Linked DNA regions of Mus musculus: regions 1 and 2 are each linked to region 3. The links are chromatin contacts, called in public Micro-C and promoter capture Hi-C maps. All regions are on one chromosome and are shown on one strand. The core of a region is the stretch at or near the end of the contact, and the rest is flanking DNA. Distances in the headings are between cores, read along the strand shown. Region 1 holds the start of Bex2 (brain expressed X-linked 2). Region 2 overlaps Gm31214 (a long non-coding RNA gene). Region 3 holds the start of Gprasp2 (G protein-coupled receptor associated sorting protein 2).

The links. Hi-C and Micro-C count contacts between places; a contact is called where the count stands out from the background. Capture Hi-C pulls out chosen DNA fragments and counts their contacts.
Region 1: a contact with region 3 is called in a promoter capture Hi-C map of pancreatic islet. The contact joins the promoter of Bex2 here to the promoter of Gprasp2 in region 3. A contact is called at or near these places in 4 of 39 promoter capture datasets (the 3T3-L1 cell line, hippocampal neurons, pre-B cells and 1 more) and 1 of 9 other capture datasets (pancreatic islet).
Region 2: a Micro-C map of embryonic stem cells shows a contact between it and region 3, with 2.9 times the contacts expected there. The contact joins the enhancer-like site here to the promoter of Gprasp2 in region 3. A contact is called at or near these places in 11 of 39 promoter capture datasets (the 3T3-L1 cell line, cranial neural crest, embryonic stem cells and 5 more), 6 of 484 Hi-C or Micro-C datasets (the HL-1 cell line, the N1E-115 cell line, cerebral cortex and 2 more), 5 of 115 datasets of contacts at active chromatin or transcription factors (embryonic stem cells and neural progenitor cells) and 4 of 9 other capture datasets (adipose tissue, embryonic stem cells, liver and 1 more).

Annotation. Positions count from the first base shown.
Region 1 is chrX:136,066,550-136,069,514 of GRCm38.p6, forward strand. Bex2 (brain expressed X-linked 2) reads right to left here and starts at 1,687. Exons shown (of 3, transcript NM_009749.2): 1 at 1,502-1,687; 2 at 1,051-1,123; 3 at 16-658. The coding sequence starts at 653. The coding sequence ends at 264.
Region 2 is chrX:135,972,818-135,975,939 of GRCm38.p6, forward strand. All of the region lies in intron 6 of Gm31214 (a long non-coding RNA gene), which reads left to right. Among named protein-coding and RNA genes, the nearest start is that of Arxes2, 19 kb to the right of the region's middle. Within about 2 kb of position 1,849, at least 13 of the 459 cell types and tissues checked have an H3K27ac peak or open chromatin away from gene starts, as enhancers often do. A contact at or near this core is called in embryonic stem cells, where this site is marked.
Region 3 is chrX:135,837,597-135,840,756 of GRCm38.p6, forward strand. Gprasp2 (G protein-coupled receptor associated sorting protein 2) reads left to right here and starts at 1,438. Exons shown (of 6, transcript NM_001359371.1): 1 at 1,438-1,666; 2 at 2,797-2,873; 3 at 3,023-3,094.

The sequences.
Region 1 (2,965 bases), core at 437-2,936, 230 kb after region 3:
AAGAACTACTAAGATAGCCTTTTAAATCTGCTTTATTAGGTTCACAATATATACTGAGCATCTTCCCATGCAATAGATAAATTCTGCTAACAAAAAAAGAAATGTAAGACTGAGTCGAAAACACAAGTTTCAATTAGAAGCTGGCAGAAGTTGGAGCCCCATGGGGAAACAAGTGACACCAGAAATATTACAACAGTACATCACAAACATGTAAGTTTTGAAAGCAGGGGTCCCCATGTCATCTTCAGAGAAAAGCTCAGGACTCAGGGCATAAGGCAAAACTCATCATGGTGGTCATGATGAGGCGGGTCAGTGCTAACCGCCCGCAGGCTGTGGCTCAGCTGCCTTTCCCTCAGCTTCTCCATGAGCTGTCTCACATCATCCCCAAACCTCTGTACGTTCTCCTCTCTCATCCTTCCCTGGGGCTCCCCAACCCTATGCATCAGGTCCCATCTGTAGTGCACGATGGGCTGCCGAACCCGGAACCGCCTGCGACCTCCTCTAGGCACGTAGTAGTCTCCAGCTTCGAAAGGCAGGGCCACAATCGGATCCCTTTTGCTAGCATCCTGTGGCTTTTCTTCCTTTTCCTCCTTTTCCTGATGGTCATTCTCCATGTTGAGATTTTTCACGCCTTGTTCCACTTTGGACTCCATTTCTCCTAGAAGACAAGAGAAATGTTCAAAGATTCAGCACCGAGGACAGAGGCCCATTTGCCACCATTCACAATCTTGGATGTCCATATGTTTGTTTTTCAAATTTTATTTTTTCTACCTGAAAGGCTCAACACGCCCTCTAGGGGGCCCCCAGTCCCAGACCCTCCCTCCCCACAACCCACCATTTTCCCTGCAGATCTGTTTCCAAAGCTTTTGCAGGCATCAAAATGGAGGATGGAACTGTGGGAATGGTGGGTGGTGGAAGGGGAGCTGGGAGGTAGAATGAGGGGTGTGGGATAGTAGGTGGGAAGGGATGGATGAGGGGGATATGAGGGGACTAACGCCCATCCATCCCCGTTCAGTCTCCCCACCCCACCCCCACCGCCACTGAACCAACCTGGGCCTATCCCTTGCGGCGTAGTCCTCCTGTCAATTCCCGCTGCCGCCTGGACTCTCGGTTTCCAGTCAATCTGCAGACAGGGTGGGATGGGAAGGACTGGGCGCCGAGCTCAGCACCGCACCCGCCTTCCTCGGACCCACCGCCCATCCCCCTACAGGGCCGCCCACGATCTCTAGCAGCCCCGTCCCCATCCCCGTCCCCATCCCCGTCCCCGTCCCCATCCCCGTCCCCGTCCCCGTCCCCGCTCTCCGGGGCTCGCTCTAGCGCTCTCCGCTGCGGGCCCGCCCAGCCGCCCCTCTCCCGGGACCCCCGCGCCGTCCCCGCCCCTGAGCCCGGGCGTCCCTTCCCGGGCGCAGCCGGGGTTCCCCGCGCGGTGCACAAAGCCGCGGTGCGCGCCCGCCCGTCGCGAGGCTGTCGCCCGCAGGGCCGCGGCGTGCAGGCCCCTTACCTGTCCCGCTCGCCTCGGGCCCGCTGCCAGCCCGCCGCGCGCAGAGGAGCTCCGAGCTGCTGGCCAGACGCTCGTGACGACTGCACCCAAGGCTGCGTCGCTCTGCAGCCCCGGGTCACGTGAGGGCCCTGCGTCACTGCCAAGCCCGCTCCCCCTGTTCGGGAGGCCGGTGCGACAGGAGGCCCCGCCCCCGCCTCCCCGCCGCCAGTGCTCACCTCGGGCCCCACCCGTCACTCATCCGGATCCTCACCAATCTGAGGAACCACAAGTGGCATCACCATCAGGAGGTTGGACATCTCCCTTCCCTGTTACCAGGGAGGGTCTGCACCATGCTCCTTGGTTCAGCAACACCACACCCTCATCCTGGAAGTCCGTTTTCTCTCTTTCCATCTGTATAAATCCCTTCTATTAATTTCTCTTTATTTTCTTTTTAAATGTTAATAGGTCTGAGCCAGAACTAGTGGCCCACTCTTGAAATCCTGGCTGGAGTAGGAAATTCACCATGGATTGGAACCCATATAGATTACACAGTGAGTTTCAAATCAGTTTGGGCCATAGAATGAGTCCCTATTTCAGAACAGTTTTTCACGGCTCAAATTTTGAAAAGTAGAAGATTTGTTTTGAACAAAATGTTTAAAACTGGCAAAGTAAAAACTAAACAAACAAACATGAAAAAAAATGTTCTCCTGTGCTCTGTGCTCGACTCAATAGATTTACTCTGATCATCAATAGTTTGTTTAAATTTTTTCCTGGAAAACGTTAAAAACAGGATCTCTTTGAAAAATGTGTGTATTTAAAATCAGTTTAATGAATCTTAAGAAACAAGTCCAGTTGTTAGAGCATAATAATTTGTTGTAAGCAATCTTTTCCCCTTTAGGAGCCAATACCAAGTATTAATAATTCTGTTCCGTCTTACCCTGTAATTACCATCAGTCTTTAACTGTAGAAAGACTTTTGTTAGCAACTGAAAGTTCCTGGCTATCACTGTGGATAGCTTTAAGGACCTAAGCAAAGGGAGAAAGCTTTGAGGGTTGACAGACCAAAGATGTTATCATCCCTGCTCTGAAAAAAAGTCAGAGTGGGAAGACTGTATGTTTAATATGAATATCGTGTCCTTGAGTAAAAGGCAAGCTGTTGAATGGTTCACTTGTGCATTTCTCATTCTCAAGTGCCGTGTATGTTAGTATGGTGAAATAAAATCAGAACTGGTACCTGTTTTTTTTTTTATAAAAGAGAGAGAGTGAGATTAGGAAGGCATTGGTTTCCTTAACACCAAATTCCAGAGGCCCTCATTTCCTCCATCCAGGTTCCTGTTGTATTCTTCAAAACCACATGGAGAAACCAATCACCGTTGCTTCCTCTTGTGCAATTCTTCCAGAACCCCCCCCCCCAGTTCTTTTTAGCATTGATTAGAGGTCTGCTCTCATATTAGAAGCCACAAAAATATCCTACATTTTTTAGATC
Region 2 (3,122 bases), core at 599-3,098, 140 kb after region 3:
ACTTAGAAAAAACAAAAAACCTGTTTTTAGGATGAGAACAAGTAGAGAATCGGCCAAAAAATAATGCAGAAAGAGAGAGACCTTGGAATATTCAGTCCTAAGTGGGGTGTCTCCATCAAATCCCTCCCTTCAGAGCTCAGGGAACCCCACAGAGGAAGAGGCAGAAGGAGTGTGGGAACCAAAGGTGATGGAGGAGAGCAGGAGAACAAGGCCCTGTAAATGAAGTGAACAAAGCTGATATAAACTCACAGAGACTGAGGCAGCGTGCACCCATTTTCTTTTAACATTGCAGAATTCAGAGATTTGCACAGAAGGTAAGTCAGCTTCTACCCACACACTTCTTCAGGTAACTGGCAGGATTTGAAGGGAGCTATTCCTTCCTCTTCCTCCACCTAGACACCCTGGACACTTACTGTTGAACATTTATCTTAGCTGGGTGGGAGGCAGGGATCAATCTCAGCCTTACATGTCCAAACACTGATAGCACAAAAGTGGTTTCCTGTAATCCCAGAAAATCCAGGAATGTCTGCTCCACTGTCCTTCCCGGCAGGTTCCGTACTCGCTTGCCCAGGCAGCATCCACCTCCATCTTTCTTTTCCCCCTCTTCTATTTCTTGGTTTGTGTATTATTTTAATCTAGCACATGATCACATATGGTTTTGTTGATACTGAGAGAGTAAGAGATAATAAATCCATGAGTACCTGTGAGCTTTAATATACAAATGAAGTTTTCCAAAAGACCTGGAAATGTCAAGGACTAGCCTTGGCTTAGAGTGCGGTTGGGGGTGGGGGGAAGGGGTGTCTGGGAGCAGTGAAACAGGACTCCAAGTCAAATTGTGGGTCAGAGCTGGCAACCTATGTTGTGTTCAAGGCAGCTTTCCAGACTGTTCTAGGTTCTGCTTTTTTTCTCTTGGCTCTGCTTTCTCTGGAGAGCTCCATACCCATCTCTGTGTTTTACAGTTCTCCAAGCTGTTCTAATTAGCGCCTCTCTTACAGATCAAAAGCCCAGGCTTTTATTTTACATATCAATCCAGTCATTTACTCCAGGTTTCCTTTTCATTAGCAGATGAATCAGCAACCTGTGACCCCAGCCCCTTAATTCTTTGGGAGACCACAAGCACACACTTTTTTTTTTAACATTGTAAAAGAATCCAGAGATCTGCCTGCCAAAGTTAAACACAGTTGAATAGATCTCTGGGTAGGATCTGGCAGGAAACTACCGTTTCTACCACTCCTGGGCCTAACTTTGCTCTGTCCCAGGCTGACCTTGAACTCAAGAATCTGCCTGCATTTGTAGCTGCCTCTTTGTATCTTATGACAAGCTAGCTCTTTGTGCCTTTAGATCTGTGAAGCGCCTTATACAATTCATAGTGCATCCTTCTATTTTTACACAGTTGAGAAATGATATATTTTTGAACTTGTGTTTTTAGAATTCTTTAACACATCCTTAAGGGGCAGCCCTGAAGGTCCCAGCGTTTACCATTTTGCTGAAACATGAGCCACACCTTCGCCACCCAGACTGGGGTTGTCTCCGCTGATCATGGAGTCATTAGCACTAACGGCGGGCATTCCTTGAAGGAACGCGAACTTATGTACATTATTATACAAACAAGCCTTATGCCCATGGCAACCATCGATATTCATAGGGGCCCACACCTGCTGGCCCTGTCCCAGGGGCGGGAACTATGTCATCCTGTTCCCACCAAGGCCACGCTGGTCCCAGCATAGCAACACAGTAAATTAATTGTTTTGTCTCATTTGTTACTTCGTGCAAAAAGATACTCCTCCTTAAAAGACAAAGAAAAGGCTCCTTTGCTCATCTTCTCACGAAGCTCACCTGCGCTTGTGTCCTGCCTCCCCATAGGATAGTGCCTTGGTCGTGTTCATCCGACGTGCATTCTATTACCCTCGATATCCCCCCCCCCTCCGTGAAATTTCCGGAAGATGAATGGATCTGCAAATTGTTATATGGAGCAAAGTAATTCAGAATCAGACACAGGCACCCCACGTTTGCTCTTAGGAGGGGATCGTACATCTGTGTGTGGGTGGGCTTTATAGGTCATGACACCAGAATGAAGACAGTGAAAGGGTAAAGGGGCTTCTTTTCCTTTTAAGGAGGAGTATCTTTTTGCACAGAATAACAAATGAGGCAATTGTGTTTCTAGATCTTCCGGAAAACCTCATTTGTATAGGAAAGCCATTTCATTTGTTGATGACCACAAGCCTCGCGGGTACTCCCTGACTTATCTCTTACTCGTTCTGTGGGGACCACACTGTGCAGGGGTCCTCTTCCGGAACAGACCTCCACCCTCTATTAGCTTACTCTATGCAGGTTTCCACGAAATCTTCCCACCATTCTTCCAAGGTTCTCTGTTACAGTTTCTCATGCACATAATATAATTTTTATGTCCTCTAAAAGAATTGGAATCATTCTCTTTATAAACTGGTTTTAAGAACGACGTCATATTTTTCTGCACATTGTAGAAGCTTCTTTGCAGACATTTAATAACGGGGTGCTTTGGTGCCACCTCGTGACGGAATCCTGAACTACAGTTTGAACACCACTGAGAAGGAGAGGCTAGAGGAGCTGCTGCAGTCCAACTACCTTTCAGAACATTCTGGAAGATTGCTTGGAAAAGGAACGATTTCCGGTAGAAGTATTGGGAGTCATCAGACAGAAAGTTAAGCATTGCTATTATCATAAAGTGAAAACTTTATATGAGATGGACGATATTACAGCTTATTTTTATGCTAAAAGTCTGCTAAGTAGATTGGTGGCTATGTATATGAACAAAAAACCAAATCCTGGTCACGTGTGATATTTTCAATCCTCCTTTACCTTTATTATGACCGTATCTGCATGTAATTGCTTTTATAAAATAACATTATGAAATGTTCAATAAGATTTTACATATTTATTTTATTATATGAATGCTAATAAGTTTACCTGCACTCTTGTAATAAAATTTATCTGAGTGTTTAAAGACACTGTTAAACACAAGATGATATAAAAATCCAACTACGTTTTATCCAGGAAGGCATTAAAGAATATTAGAATAAGTAATAATACAATTTAAAATATACTAAAACCCATTGCGCCAATACTCAGTTCACATTAACCAG
Region 3 (3,160 bases), core at 188-2,687:
CTTCCTGTGTTCTGGAGACAGGTTACATTCTATGGCTACTGTAGTCCTTACATCTTCAAAGCTAATAAGGGACTTTTCAGCTGCCCCCTCCCCACATGCTGTTTCCTTCAAACACAGGATTTATGCCACACCTATAATCTTTACAGTTATATTGGGTAGACTCATCTAGCAGAATTGTGTGCTAGATCCCACTATTTGCAACTGGAGTTCCACCTGAAACCTCAGTTCTCCTTGGCCGAATAATGTATGTTCACATATCCTTGGGGTTGTTGTTTTGCTGCAAACTAACTAGGTGTTTAAAGGAATTTCTAGATGAGCAAGCCCGGCAGCTTTACTGTGTGCTTAAGGCCATTCCTGATTTTCTCACAAAACAAGCAAAGAGGATGGAGAGCAGAGGGAATTTTGTGGGTGGGGTAAAAGAAAAGACTCAAAGTCAGCCAGGGGTGGGTTGTGAGAGAAAAAATGCACAGAGGGTGGTTTCCCTGACAGTTACAGTGAATCGAGTTGTGGCTGAGATCCAAGCTAGTTGATCCTCCTGCATATGCATGCTGCCAAAAACAAGAGCTTGGACCTGACTGGGAAGAGATGAGTTCAGAGAACCATAGGCAAGGAAACTGAACAGGCCCAATATGGCTCCCAACACTAGGCTGTAGGTCTCTATGGCACCCTGTAAATACTGACAGGGAAAGGACAATTGTGGGGACAGACAATAAGTCAATAAGTAACCCAAGGGTATTGCTCCTTAGAATGAGAACATCTCTCTCTCTCTCTCTCTCTCTCTCTCTCTCTCCACCCCTCTCTTCTTTTCTCCCTCCCTCCATCCCTCTGTGCCTCTATCTCCCTTTTGAAAAGTGGACAGTGGTGGGGGTTGTAATGAAAGCCCCCATGTCCTATCCTTTAGATTCAAAAATGCTCTCCTCTTCATGGTTGCATGAGCCAGTAAGAGAAAACATGGGAGAATCAACAGGAACCTACTGGCTGGCTGGCTGTTGCTAGGTCACCTGTCCCCTCTCAGGCTGCATTACTAACAGCCCCCCTCCCCTTCCATTGGCGACAGAAAGGGGGGGGGAGGTTGGGAGGGAGTACAGAGTGGGTGCTGTGATGGGTAGGCACTGTCCAGCCTCGTTCTGAAGTGCAAATCTAGGGGCCACTCAGTATCCCTCCGCTGCTCCCCCCTGCTCCCTAACTGCAGACCTTCTCCTCCTTATAGTCCCCCCCTTCCCAAAACCCTCATAGACTCTAGGTCTTAGCCATCCCACACACTGTTGTGGCGCCAAAAAAAAAAAAGTGGTGGTGGTCTCTGGTTAGGGTGAACAGGGGTCTGCAGACGCCTAACCGGTGCAACCCACCCCTCCAAGAGGAGTGGGGCTGTCTGGCCCCGCCCACTCCGAGTCGGAACTACAGTGGGTCCGGGAGGGGGCGTAGAGCCCCGTGCGCAGTATCCCTCCGCCCCCTTCCCGACACCCTCGAGGAGAGCTGGCTTGTCGCATCCTGCGCAGCCCCTGCCTGTTTGGTGCAGAGGCGTGGGGACAGGACACATCTCTGCCATTCCACTCGCGCGCAAAGCGTTAAAGGCCAGTGAGAGGATCTGCAGAGGACAGAGAACACCCAGGAATAGGAGTCGGACGTGGGGGAGCCCAGGGACCTGGGCCGTGCGCCTGGCCAGGCAAGTGGGGGTGTGTCGAGGGCTCTGGGCGGTCGCGCACTGCAAACAACTGCCTGGCCCTGACAGTTCAGTGGAGGCAAAGGGGTCGCAGCTGCTCCCTGGAGTGTGCGCGGTGCCCGGAGACCCCAGACCGTGGTGGGGAGGAGGAAGCGGGGAACTAAGGCAGGGCCGCAGGAGCAGGGGGCGGCTGAGGAGGCAAAGTCTGCGGGTTTTGGAGGGTGGCAGAGCCTACAACCTGACAGCCTCCCTCCAGGTGTCAGTCCGGGACCAACACAGGTTATGAGGTAGGTGGCCACAGGAGAAATGGCGGTGGGGGGTTGCGGGGGAGGAGGACAGCAAGCCTGGAGCCCATGGATGTGGGTGCAGGTGCAGGGGGCCAACTCAGCTGGTGGGTGGTGAGTCGCCTCGGCTATTAGGGCTCCGAAATGGTTCCTGAGAGGGGCCCTGGTACCCTGCATCCTGGGTGCTGTCACTCCCCACAGGCTTCTGATTGATGGAAAGTGACCTGTCTGCATGGTAGGTCTGGCATATTCTGACAGGCCACGGTGAGCATCTATAGACCAGAAGCTTGAGAAAAGAAGAAGAGAAAAAACAGCGCGGATTTCTGGAGGTGTGTAGTAATGGGGATGGGCACCAGACAGTGAGTGGAGATGCAAAAAATGGTGGGGGTGACTGGCCAGAACAGGTGGGATATCCATTAGTGTCTCCTAATCTCATTTCTCACAACCTTGTAGGTACCTTCCACACTGCCTTTCCCCTCCCTCCCAAATCTGGGGTCTGAAAAGATGGTTTGGGGATGATGACGGAGTCATAAATCCAAGGACCACTTCAGAACCTGGTTTCTAGAATGTGCTGCGCCCTTCCCCCATTTTTTGCTGCGCAAGGAAAGGAAATATGGCCACCTAGTGGCGGATCTTCAACATTGCAGAAGGGACTAATAAGGATGACATCAAAGAAGGGGGTGTTACCTCAGGAGCCCTACAGCCAGGCTAAATAAATCTAGAATGTTCCAGCAGTAGGACCCTAAATGCTGAAAGACACATGATCTGGTTCATATCCTTGGTGACATTCATAACATGATCAGCTGCTACCATCATATAAGTGCCATACATTTTCATCTTTGTCCACAGCCCTGCTTTAAGGCTGGTCAGTTCTTCAAGCAAGGGAAGAAGGCTTCAAGGCGACTGTCTCAAATCTCTGGAGATTGGTGAGACTCAGGGCAGTGCAGGAGCCAGCCACTGAGGAGGCAAATTCAGATTGCTCTAACCCAAGAGGGTGTTTACTGTCCCCTTAATTTGCCCACACCTGCTGCCATCATTTCCTGATTGTCATACATTTTCATGTCTTTGTCCACAGCCCTGCTTTAAGGCTGGTCAGTTCTTCAAGCAAGGGAAGAAGGCTTCAAGGCGACTGTCTCAGATCTTGGAGGTTGGTGAGACTCAGGGCAGTGCAGGAGCCAGCCACTGAGGAGGCAAATTCAGATTGCTCTAACCC